Linked DNA regions of Anser cygnoides: region 2 is linked to region 1. Evidence: chromatin contacts called from public Hi-C data. All regions are on one chromosome and are shown on one strand. Each heading gives the region's core, a stretch centred on a gene start, on an enhancer-like site or on the middle of the called end of the contact. The rest is flanking DNA. Distances are from core to core; before and after follow the strand shown.

Evidence for each region. A called contact is a pair of places that touch in the nucleus more often than the background predicts.
Region 2: a contact with region 1 is called in a Hi-C map of granulosa cells, with 2.1 times the contacts expected there. The contact joins the promoter of SLC19A1 here to the promoter of NDUFA10 in region 1. A contact is called at or near these places in 2 of 7 Hi-C or Micro-C datasets (granulosa cells and liver).

What each region holds. Positions count from the first base shown.
Region 1 is chr6:13,080,850-13,087,482 of Taihu_goose_T2T_genome, forward strand. NDUFA10 (NADH:ubiquinone oxidoreductase subunit A10) reads right to left here and starts at 2,327. Exons shown (of 10, transcript XM_066999341.1): 1 at 2,288-2,327; 2 at 876-1,067; 3 at 51-266. The coding sequence starts at 2,327.
Region 2 is chr6:13,211,727-13,217,594 of Taihu_goose_T2T_genome, forward strand. SLC19A1 (solute carrier family 19 member 1) reads right to left here and starts at 2,224. Exons shown (of 6, transcript XM_048055553.2): 1 at 2,122-2,224. It overlaps PCBP3 (poly(rC) binding protein 3), which reads left to right and starts at 2,369. Exons shown (of 15, transcript XR_010832613.1): 1 at 2,369-4,013.

The DNA.
Region 1 (6,633 bases), core at 1,077-3,576:
TTTCACTCAAGTTAATATAAAAATGAAATTTATTTACTGTAAAATCTAACCTGTGGACAGCAGATGTTCCAATGCATCAGCATACTGTAAAACACGGTTACCAAACAGCCAAGACTGCAGTCTGTATGAGTGTCCATCAGGGCATTTTGGATCGTTGTAAAATCTCTCAAGGTTACAGAAACCATTAAATTTCTCATCCAGCAATGTTCCGTCTCCTGTGATTCTGTTTAGATAATGGATATCTGCTTCTGGGAAGTATTTCATTCCTGACAAAAAAAAGAAACCCCAAACAGAACACCAAAGTAAGTTTTGTTTCTTTACAGTAAGTATCTCCTAGTCAGTTCATTTAAGTACATATGTCTGCTTTAATCTGTACTTGAAAACAGCTCAAAATCCTATGGCCAGCCACCTCAGAGAAGGGGGACAAATCATAGTTATTAGGTTTTATTATTGCTCCACCTCCACGATGAGAGGTGAGCTATCAGTTTCAGCAGAACTTTTTTTTTTTTGCTACCAGTCCTCTATTCAACATGATGCTCTGAGTCCGCACGCACAGAAAACACAACCTACAAACCTCTTAATGTGCTCAGTGACCTAGGAGCTCAGATGAGCAAAATGACCTCATTAGAGCTAAGATCTCATTCACAACAAACAATACCTATTCACTCCACAGATACAACAAGCGCCCTGTCCTCATCTCAAAACTCACCAACATTTTATTCTGCCTTTATCTAGATACCCTTCACATTAACTGCAGCATTACCTAATAATTTCCTAGTCAAGAATTGCTGTTTTGGTGAACTAAATTCCTTCACACAGGAATCACAATTACACTATCACATTATATTAAATATTACAAAGAAAGTAAGATGTACCTAATTTTTCCGCTAGTTGTTGTGCGAGCTTGCCCTTCCCAGAACGTAAGCTGCCCTCCACTGTAAAGATTTTGCTATATTCATTGAGCTTTTTAGAAGTTTTTTCTCCCAATATGTAAGCCAGCCAACCATACTGCAAATTCCGTGTAGGGCTGATGTGAATTCTTGCCTGAAAAAAAACACAGCAATAAAATTAACAGATTATGTCACTCTTAACCAAATGAGGCATGCTGAAAGAGCAGATTTTTCAGACCTGCGCAGGCAGGAAGATAAGTACACACATCTAACACAAGGAATTTTCATACAGTGCAGTGAGCGCTGCTGTTGCAGCTGAAGCAGTACGTAGGCTGAAAAGCTATTCACAAAATGCAATACTGATAAGCCAGAAAACATGAAACAAATCCCAGTGTGTTTAAAGCTTGAGGCAAGGGAGCTCTGCCAAGACTCTGGTCTGAATCTAAGGAATTGGTGAAGCTTCTCTGACTTACTGAAGGCCACAGTCACTTGACGTGCCCTGCATTCACAAGTGAAATCCTACAGCAGGTTTTTGTTTGCATTTTTGTTCATTGTTGGGTAGAGATTAGCATTAGACCTTCTCCCAGCCTCTCAGGGAAGAAACAGCTGCAGCACTGCACGAGACAGCTCCCGAAGGTAAAGGTGCACAGAAACACGCACCTGGCCTGCGGGAGCTGCCTGCGGCACGCTGCCGAGCTCCGCTCAGCCAAGCACAGAGCCGCCCGCAGACCTCAGCGAGAGCCGAACAAGCCTCCCTCAGGGCACAGCAACCACACAAAGCTTTTGATTTCACTCGGGATCTCCCCACTCGCGCCCCGAGGCCACCCTGCCGCGCTGAAGGTCACCGGGTCACGCCGCAGCCACATCTCCTCAGCCCCATCCCCAGGCCCTGCCTCCCCCCCTCCCCGCACCCCGGGCACAGCGGCTGCCCCTGCCCCATGCATGCCCTACACGTCCCGTGCACGTGCCCTACTACGTGCGCCCCACCGCCCTGACCCGCAAGGCGATGCGCATACGGAGCTGCCACCTAGGTGCCACTACGTGCGCCCACAGCCGCCTCCGCTTCTCCGCCCCCGGGGCAGCCCCGGGATTCACAGATTCACAGATTTCTCTAGGTTGGAAGAGACCTCAAGATCATCGAAGACCTAACACTAAGACCATATCCCTAAGCTCTACATCTAAAGGCAGGGAGTGACTCCACCACCTCCCTGCAGCCCGTTCCAATGCTTAATAACCCTTTCGGTAAAGAAGATCCCCCTCCCCCGCAACTTTAGCCCATTCCCCCTCGCTGTCACCAGGCACCGACCAACCCCCACCTCTTTACAGCAGGACGAGAGCTCGCCCCTGAGAGGCTGAACAAGCAGCTCCCTCAGCCGCTCCTCGGGCAGACCCCTCACCAGCTTGGTCGCCCTTCTCGACTCGCTCGAGCACGTCCATGCTGTAGCGAGGGGCCCCCAAGTACTCGAGGTGCGGCCTCACCAGAGCCACAGGGGATCATAGACCTGCTGGCTGCTTCTTATACAAGCAGATGCTGGGCACACTCGCTCATATTCACGACTATCCACCAATAAGGTCCTTCTGCAGCAGCCACTCATCTCTGTACTTGGGGTTGTTGCAGCCCAGGTGCAGGGGCACTTGGCTTGTTGAACTTCATGCAGTTGACCTCAGCCCATCGCTCCAGCCTCCAGCTTCAGAGCTCCTGCCCTCGAGCAGGGCACTAGCTTGGTGTCATCGTCTGAGGGTGCACGACGCCCTCATTTCAATAAAGATATTAAAGAGGACCGGCCCCAGTGAGGGGACGGCATCAAGTTGTGGCGGGGAGGTTTGGGTTGGATGCCAGGACGGGTTTCTTCATTTCTCCATCGGAAGCGGGTGCCCAGGGAGGCGGTGGCGTCCCCGTCCCTGAGGTGTTTAAGGGAGGCGTGGATGTGGCACTGAGGGACGTGGCTTGGTGGTGGGGCTTGGTCCACGGCTGGGAGAGGGGCTGCGAGAGAAGACAGGACACCTAAAGCGGGCACACAGGGCAGGAGAAGACCCGCCCTGGACACCCCGTGCTCAGTGCTCCAGGAAAGCCACCCTGGTGCCCACAGAGCAGGCAGAATGCCACTGCTGCTCTTGGAGGTTTTGCTGATCCTTGCCACAAGATGGGGCAGGGTAATGCTGAAGGAAAGCAGCTTTCCCTCTAACAGCCACCTTGGCTTGTCTCCCTATCGCTGCGATGTACTGGGCATCATCTGGGTTGGGTTTGTTTTGTGTCCCGTGTTTGTGAACAGGAACACCTGATAAACTGCTCCACTTCGAGAAGTGGAGAAGCTTCACTTCAGCTTCACTTTGAGAAGCTTTGCAAATAAAAAGATCAGGCAGCCCAGCCATTCGGACCTTCAGAGTTGGTAAAGATAAAACTGCACAGAAAGCTCTGAGTAAATGGAAGACTGGTTTTCAAACACTCGGCTCTTGGCTGAGCTTTGAGATCTTGGAAAGATCTCGATGAAACAAATGTGGCAGAAATAAGAAGGATCAAAGAAATTGGGGGGGTGGGGGTGGGAGCAAGAGGGACTGCTGTGCCCTGCACCAGGCATCCTCTATTGTCCAGCCCTGCTAGGCTCATGGCTCGGGTCCATCCCCTCATCCCCTCGCTTTGTCTGGGTTTCTGCACCCCATCACCCCATCACTGTTTAGTCTTCATCACTGGCTCCCACTCCAGCTCCCCACCCAGCCTCTTCTTGACTCCCTACCTCTGTCCCAGCCCCACAGGCCCATGCCGTGTCCCTGCCATGGCTCCATGTCACCCTGACACAGCCTGATGGTGACCCACAGCACCCAAAGCACTTCAGAAGAGAGGGATGTGAGGGGAATGGCTGCCAGGGCCCTGCGAGCACCAGTGGGTATTAATGGCCCTGACCAACTTCACCTGGGACCTCCACCCCCTGCTTGTGGCATTTTGGGTTGTGTTTAAGGTCAGTTCAGGCAGGCAGGCTCAATCTTTGGTTTTATCTTTGTGTCTCTCTCTGTCCCTCTCTAAACTTACGGCACATGGATGGACCTCGGACTTACATTGTAGGTAGACTTGTCCCCAGTCCTGTCTCCCAGATGGACCTTGGACCTATGCTGCCACCTTGTCTCTCGTTCAGCCTCCATCTGCTGCTCCTGGGCTCCCCCAGGCTGAACCTTACCCCTCAGCTCACCTTGTGCAGGGCTATCAGCAGAGGCTGCCTGTGCCACCACTGCCACCTCGCTTGCATGCTGTGGGGCTGTGCTCCATCAGGGACAGCACCTGCAGCTCCTGCCTCATCCTACCCCCCCAGGACAGCCCCACTGTCACGCTCTCCTCACTCTCAGGTAGTGGGGATACTCTGGCACTGAATGGCCAAAAATCATTGCCCCGATGAGATCTGGTAACAGACTTTTGTCCCTCCTAGCTATTGTGCAAGTGGCTGTGGGAACCCCTGACACCTGAGGTCATGATCTTTCTAGAAGAGCATAATAGCCAGCATCTCTCCTTTCACACATCACCTGTTCCCAGCCCTGTGTTTGCAGGACAGATGGAATGGTATAAATCCACAAACACTTATTTCTGCCGATTTCTTTGACAGAGCCACACCAACAGGTTTTGCAGTTGGCCACCAGATAAATCCTGGACCCAAGGAAGCGCACTTTCTGGCCAGCATCTCAAAGCTTCCCTGGATGCAGGTGAGCCCAGATGAACAGCCCAGTGACATCCTGCGTTGGATGCTAACTCAGTTAGGGCCATCCAAATGGCTTTTAAAGGACAGCTCAGCAGGTATGTGTTAACACTTTGCCGTCCAGGAGATTCCCTGTGGTCCCACCCTATGGACCTGGGCAAGTGCCGTCAGAGAGATCACACTCTCCATTTCCCAACTTCTTCCAGGCCAGAAAGTGAGCAGGAAATAGCAGCTCTGGAGGGGTCACTGAAAAGTACAGATAATGTTTCTGCTTTGGGCTTTTTGCTGTTTTAGGCTTGAAAAATGTGCAGCGCCCCAAGGCTGACTGCCTTTCAGGAAATGCCTTACAAAGCATGTTTGCTTACAGCTGCTCTAGGTCCTGCTCCATCTCTGGAACCAGTTCCACCCCCACTGGGTGTAAAGAGGTAAATCAAGTGCTTTTGCACAGAGGAAAACTGGCGGCAGGTGTAGGACAGCAACACAGAGCTGCTTTGGAAATGTGCTGGGGTTTGTAGGAGCTGGGGAGGAGAAATCTGGGAGGAGAACATCAGGGCAAAGAGGGGCTAGAGGGGTTTGGCTGCACCAGAGACCATGTCTGGGCTTCCCAGATCTGGGTTTGCCCCACGGGCTCTGAGCGACTGCCTTGGCTGCCACTGAGGCACCCGAGAGCCAGGCAGCCAAGGCTGCTGCTGGCTGTGCCACCTTCCCCTGCTGCTTCCCTTCCCCACCTGAGGAAGGTTCTGAAGAGTATTTTCCAGGGCTGAGCTGGATCTTTGCATTCTTAAAATGAGTGTGGTGTGGGTAAATTATCAGGTCTCTGTATATGGTCTAGCAAGGTCATGAACAGATGGATTAACATACTTCCCATCAAACTGACATCAGCTCTGCTGACCTGGGAGGTTTCTGATACCATTAGCTACTTCTGCTTTGCCCCTTGGCAAGAAGTGATCATGTTTGATTTCAAGAATTTATCCCTGGAATTTGCAACTGGCTTTTAAAATAAAAATAAAAATAAGAAATCTGGGTCTGGCTTCCTACCCTAACAGCTCTGCCTGTAACATCAAGAGAGTAGGAAAATCTCTGCAGAGGCTGTGAGCAGCCCAGCAGTGGAGGCGGTAGGTGGGCCAGGATGCTGATGGGGTGACCAGGGCTGTCTCTGGGGGACTGCCACCCTGTGCTCCTCTGTCCACGTGTGGGAATAGGGGAACTGTTCCACAGTGTCTGCAGGTGAAATTCTGCCCGACTGGTGCTGGAAACTCTGCCATTCATCACCAATGTCCTAACCGGGTTGTGAGTGGTGAGGTGGCTGTGTTTGGTGATGTGTTTGGTGAGTTACTTGTCCTGGGGAGCATGGCAGGAGGCTGTGAAGGGTTCAAAGGTGTCTTACGGGACTGAGCAATAAAATAGCAGGTGCCACTGAGTGTATGTGACTGTAAAAGTGATGCCAGCAGGGAAATAAACAGAAACTGCTCTGAGCTGGGCCTTACACTTAGGAGCGGCATCCTGACACTGAAAATGTCAGCTTAGCAAGGAACAAAAAAGAAAAGCTTTGAGGAAAGGTGGAGAGAACAAAATGAAGGAGACTGGAACAGGAAAAGGCTCAGGGAAAGACAAACAAGGACAAGTCTGCTGGGAGGCAGGCTTTAAAACCGGATCAGAGGACATGATGGTTGGGCAGCACAACTAGTTAGCAAAGGGCGCTAAGTGTCTGTATGGACTCAAGGGGTGTGTGGAAGAGCATTACTGGGCAGAAACTGCGTCTGGCCGAGAAGTCCCCTGGGCAGAATGGAGTTGAGAAAGTTGTAAGGGGAAATATCAAATTTGCGTGCCCCACTCTTAGCCCTGCTGGGGCTTCTGCTTGTGGCCGCTGAGTACAGGACACTCACCTCCCACTGCACTGCTGCCCTGTGCACGGCACACTGCTGCCAAGCCACGGACACGTGAAAATGTCAGCACGGTCCCTTCCCAGTGGGACATTAACAGGCTTGATTTTTAAGGAAAAAAATAAAAAATAAATAAAAAAAAAGATTGATGGTAATAAAAGAAACCGTGGTTAGGTG
Region 2 (5,868 bases), core at 974-3,473, 130 kb after region 1:
GCCACCTCCCTTCTCTCCTGTTTTAAAGCCAGGGGAGTTTTGCGCCCTCCCCAGAGCAAAGCTCCCCTTCGGGCCGAGCTGCTCAGCACGTTTTCCCAGGGGCTGGGGAGGGCAAGACGGCCGAGCACCAGGCTCAGAGGCACAGAATGGGCAGTGCCAGCCCCAGCCGAGCACAAAATAACTGAGTTAACATGTGCCCAGCACGCGGCTGCCCGTGCTGTATGTTAGCTGGGGCTTTAGAGGCACCGGAGGCAGGCGGCTTCCCCTGCCGCACGCGGTGCCTGCAGGCATGCCAGGGGCGATGCTCGCCATGCTCAGGCCATCCATCGGCAGCGGCCAGGGAGAAGCGAGAAATGCCCTGGGGCTGTCACGAGGTTCACAGTCTGATGGAGGATTAAATGCTCAAATCCCTGAATCTGGCAGTGGGAAAGCAGGAGGCCCGATTAGCAGTCACGGGATGGGGCTGGGGGAGGCAGGGCCCTGGATGAGCGTCCGAGCTTTTGGAAAGCACGTCCAGGAGCTGCTTTCCCAGCCATGCTGTCCCCAAAGAGCCCACTCGTTCCATCCCATGCGGCCCCACAGCTCCCCAACTCCCCTCCTGTAACATCCCTGACCCCAAAATGCCCTTTCCCTGCCTGCTTTTGTCTTCCTAGAGGCGGGATTTTGCTACTTATTCATCTTCACCACGAACACCCGTGGTTCCCCTTCCTTCCGGCCTTTCAAACCCAAACAAGGGAGGGGATGTGCAAAACCGAAAAAGAAGAGGGGCCTGCAGCTACCCGGGCTGGGGGTGAGGTTCCTTTCCCCTCCTCGCCCCCGCAGCAGACGCCGTGCTCGGCCGGAGCCAGCCCCACGCCCCGGTGCCCTCGCAGCACCTCTCCCTCTCTCCCACGCCTCACCGGCAGCACTCGTCGAGCGATAAAAACCCACATGCCACCGGACCAAGGTCTACGAACCCGATGACCCATGAATTGTGGAACGACCGATCGCAGTTGCTCAAACACCCTGGCCCCAAATACCCGCGGGTCCGCAGCCCGTCCCAGCCCGTGCCGCCCTGCACGGCGAGGCCGGGGCTTGCCCCGCTGGAGAGGTCCCGACGTCGGCACCAGGACTCGCCCGTCGGCCGCGTTCCTGTGGGTTTTCGGCGCTGGTGACTCAGCACCGTGCCCAGACCCCACAGCTGTGCAAACAGCCCCTACCTACCTCTTACACAGGCACACGCGCAGCCCGGGGTACGCCGTTAATCTCAAGCAGACGCAGAATTAGGAAAACTAAGCCGGCGGCACGGCAAGCCCTCGCTTGCTCCGGCACGCCTGACGTTCCTCGAGGGATCAGCGTGTTTCCTGAGGCCCACCCGGTACCCGGAGCCCAGGGAGCGGGGCTGGGGCTCGCAGCGCGGCGCTCCAACACCCACAGCCCGCCAGCGCCCGCGCCACGCCGCGCACGGCGGGACGGAGACGCGGAGGGCAAGGGGCGAGTGGCAAAACCCCCCGCAGCGCCCGCCCCGCGTCCCCAGCGCCCGGGCAGCCTGGACTCTGCCCCGGCTCGCGCTCGTCACGGCGCTGGGCTGCCGATGTGGCCGGCCACCGCCTCCAGCACCCGCTGCCCACCCCAGGGGGCCGCTTCCCGCAGGGAGCAGGTGCTGGCCGTGCGCCTTGCAGGGGCTGAGCTCCGTCCGGGAGGATGCTGGTCCCCTTGCGCTGACTGCCCGCACCCGTGCCACCGTCCCCGCGGGGACGGCAGGGCGCACGGACACCGCTCCGCGCAGCCCCCAGCCCCGGCTCCATCCCCCCAGCGCCACGCACCAGGGGGCCCCGCGGGATGCTCCCGGCTCGGGGGACCCCCAGCAGCCCCCCCCCCCCCCCGAGCCAAGCGGCTCTGCCCGCAGGTGCAGGGCCGGCAGGAGCCATCGCCCGGTGACCTTGGCCGGGGGACACGGGGGGTACGGGGGGCACGGTCCGGGGGAACCTGCGCAAGGGGAGAGGGGAAAGCTCCCCCCAAAGCCCCCGCCGAGGGAACCCCTCTGGGGCGCTCCGTCGGGGCAGGGGGGGCTCCTTCGGGTGACGGGGGGGATTTGGGGTGCGCGAGGGAGAAGAGGACGATGGGGGTGCCCGGCCGTACCTGCGGGGCGGCGGGCATGGGGGCGGCGGGGCCGGCCCGCTGCCGCCGGAGCGCGACAGGAGAGAGGAGGAGGAGGAGGAGGAGGAGGAGGAGGAGGAGGATTTGGGGGTCCCTCGGGAAATGTAGTCGCGCCCCATGTGCGCGGCGGCGAGCGGACTACAAGCCCCAGAGTGCAGAAGGCAGGAGGAAGGGGAGGAGGAGACGAGAGGAAGAGGAGGAGGAAGCGGGAGGGCAGGGCTGCCCTGTCCCCTCCCCACCGACCGCTGCCCCCGGGCCGTGCCGCCCACCCGCCGCGGCCTCCGGGCTGCGCGTGGCACACCGGTAACCCTATAAACGGGGCTATGTGCGAAGCCCCATCCCTGGCAGCGTCACCCGGAGGAAGCCAGAAACGGGCATTTCCCAAGCGTTGCCCCCCGCGTTGCCAGCCTGCGGGACAGCCCTGCCCGCGCTGCTGCCCCCAGCAGCCCCCAGGGGCATCAGGGGGGTGAGACCCGGGTGTCAGCACAGCAGGAACCGAACCATGGCCCTGCACCGGGCCCGGAGGAAAGAGCACGCTTAGAGGCGAACGAGGAGGAGGTGGAGACCCCCCCCAGGAGCAGGACCCGGGGCTGGTGCCCCCCTGTGCCCCCTCTCCCGGGACGTGACGCAGGAGCGAGCCGGAGAGCATCCTCCCGCCCCCTTCCCTCGCAGTTACTCTGCCAGAAGCAAATGCGACCTGACAGGCCTCGGCTACTCCGCTGAAATATTTATACCCCTGCACCCGCCTGGCAGCACGGAACTGGGGGCCCAGGCTGGGCATTGCTGCAGCCCCCCTGCCCTGCAGCACCCAGCCTGGGGGGGCAGACCCCCTTGCACCCAGGGGCCTCCCGTGGGGATGTCCCAGTAACCCCTGCTAAATTTAGTTGCCTAGCTTTTTTCCCCTCCTTTTCTCAGCCAAGCAGACAGAGCCGGGATGTGTTGTTTGGGTGTGGGACGTGCCGGGTGGGTGCATCCCCTGCCGGGCAGCCCCCGTCCCCTGCCCTTCCTGCAGCCAGGGCTCTGGCTTTGCCACGGTGCTGCGTGATGGCTTGAACAGCAGCCCGGGAGAAACTGAGGTTTGCACAGAGGCTTCCCCGGGGAGTTCTTGTTTTACCTCATCCCTTTGAAAGAGATGAGAGAGGCCTGTTGGGGCTGTTGGTTATCTGTAAGGGCCAGGTCCCTCCCTTGGGTGGCACCCCTGCCCGTGGCAGGGGGTTGGAGTTAGATGACCTTTAAGGCCCCTTCCGACCCGAGCCGTTCCATGATTCTTCCGTGCTGCAGGACCTGGGATCAGGAGCCCCCGGGTGCGTGCCCCCTGCACCAGCCGGGGACACAGCAGCACCCTGGGGACGCTGGTGGGACCCCCTGCAGCACCGCCCGTGCCCCCCACCCACTCAGCCCAGCGGCCGGCTCTCAGCAGCATCGCCCCACCACCGCCAGCTCCCAGGGGAGCGGGGGCACCCCCGGCTCCATCAGCACGGGTCAGCACCCCCTGGGAGCGAAGGGCCGGCGTCCCCCGCCGCCCTGCCGGGCTGCCGGTGGCGGTCCCCGGGAGGCAGGGAGGGGAGGGCCGGGCATGCAGCGGGCAGGCAGAGCGGCAGGACGGGGGGGCTCAGCTCGCCGGGGTGGGCAGGGCCTGCGGGGCCGGGCAGGGCGCACCCAGCTCCCGCTGCCGCCGCGCTCGGAGCCAGCCCCGCCGCGCCCGGCCGCCCCCCCCCCGGCCCCTTCCCCAGCCTCCCCCCCCCCGCTCCCCTGCCCCTCTCCTCCCTTCCCGGCCCCTCCTGCAGCCCCCAGCCCTCCCCGCCTCTCCAGAGCCCGCCCGGCCGTCGCTCCGTCCGTCCGTCCGTCCGTCCGTGCGTCCGTCCGGGGGGCAGGTAGGAATTCCCCCCTTCCCCGGGACTTTGCTCCCCCGGGGGTGCCGGGTCTGGGGGTGGCGGGTCCCCCGTGGGCAAGGTGCGGGGGCAGCCCCCTGCTTTCCGCCGGGACGAGGATGCCCTCCCCGGGCAGCACCGCTCCGGGAAGGTGTCCCCGACCCCCGGCCCCGCCGTGTCCCCGCCGGGGCCGTGCCACCTCCCGCTCGCTCGGAGTTTGCTGGCCCCGGATCCCATCCCGGCACGCTGCTTGGCTCGGCGAGGGCAGCTCCAAACAAGCCCCAAAGCGCTGTCCCCACGCCGCTGCAGGGGGAAGCACGCGTGGGCCCTGCGACGGGTGGTGGCAGGGATGCTGTGCTGCTGCTTTTCGGGTGGGCAACGAAGGCACGTCGAGCCCCCCGCTCTGCATCTCCAAGTGCCCGCCGAGCAAACTCCTCGCCGCACCCACAGCTGGGGCCAATGCTGCCCAGGCCTTGGCGCAGGGGGGAGGAAGAGGGCCTGGACCCCTGTTTTTTGGAGCACACATCTCCGAGCACCCTAGGTGGTCGGGCATCCCGCCTCCTCCGCCAGCCGCAGCGCTGCAGAGCGTCCCCACCCCGGTGCGGATGCTGCATGGCCCCCCGGGAATGGCGCAGAGCCCCGCGTCCCGGGGTCGCAGCCCTGGGGATGGAGAGCCCCGTGGGAGGTGAGGAAGGCACCCCAAATCCCTGTGAGCTAACCCGCGCGTTCTAGGAGGATTTATTTCCATCTGGGAGGATGTGATGGGGAAAGCCCTGCCCGAACTTGTGTTTAAACTGTGGAGGTGCAGCTCTGCCACGCAGTTCCAGGCAGGTGCCAAAACCAGTGCCAGCGCCCTCGGGGTGGGTCAGAAGATGCTCAGCCCTTACGCTCCGGGTGCAGCCAGGACCCCGTCTTGTTTCCCTGGGCTGTGCGGAGGCCCCAGGAGAGCATGGGCTCATTTCGGGGCTGAAGCCCACTCCCGCCCACCCGTGGGTGTGCCAGCCCCCGTGTGCTGCAGCGGGGCACTGCAGGCGCTGCTGCCTGCGTGGGGTCCCCAAGCTGGCCCTGCAGAGAGCCTCGGGAGGGGAACACGTAGCGCTTCCCCCTCCCTTCCCAGTCCCTCACAGGCAGGCTCTCACCCCGCCATGGCCCCTCTTTTCTAACTCCTTCTTACCACAGAAACTCCGAGTGTCCCCAAAGGAGCTGGGTTTTCCCTCCAGGAGTGACCGCATTGCTGTGGGACAGCATTTCCAGGAGGAGGCAGGTCCCCCCGCTTTGGGGAAAGCCCGTCGAGGCTGTGCCCTCTGATGGGGAGCCGTGGCCAGGGGGAGATACTTGGAAGTGACAGAATCAAATGTTTCCCTTAGAAAACAGCAAAACGAAGCACTGTGAAGTGTCTGCCTTATTTCTGGGGTTGCTTCTGCCTGTTTGTCCAGCACGTCCTCGCCCCTACCCTGAAGCCCCCAGCCAGCCAGACCAGGCTGGGGTTCCCCGCACTGCTCTGCTGGGGTTGGGATGCTCAACGCCTCTCTGTGGCTCTGCCCTCTAATTTACCCATCTCTGGCAGTTTCTGGGGGTTTGTCCCTGTTCTGCCAGGGCTCCCTGCCGCCCATCACTGGGGCCCTGCGTGCGTCCCCTCCGCAGGAGGGCGGCCTTGTCCCTGGGGTGCGGACAGCCCTCGTGGCGGTGACGGAGGGCCCCGGAGCCGGCGTCTCACCAGAAGGGGTTAACCCCGGAGCTTGTCTCGGGTGTCCTGCTGCTGGCTGCTTTGCATCAGGGTGCGGTAAAAGCTTTTACGCCTTGGCTGGCTTTCAAGGGCAGAGGCAGGAGGATGACTCACGCTCCCCTGCCGCCGCCG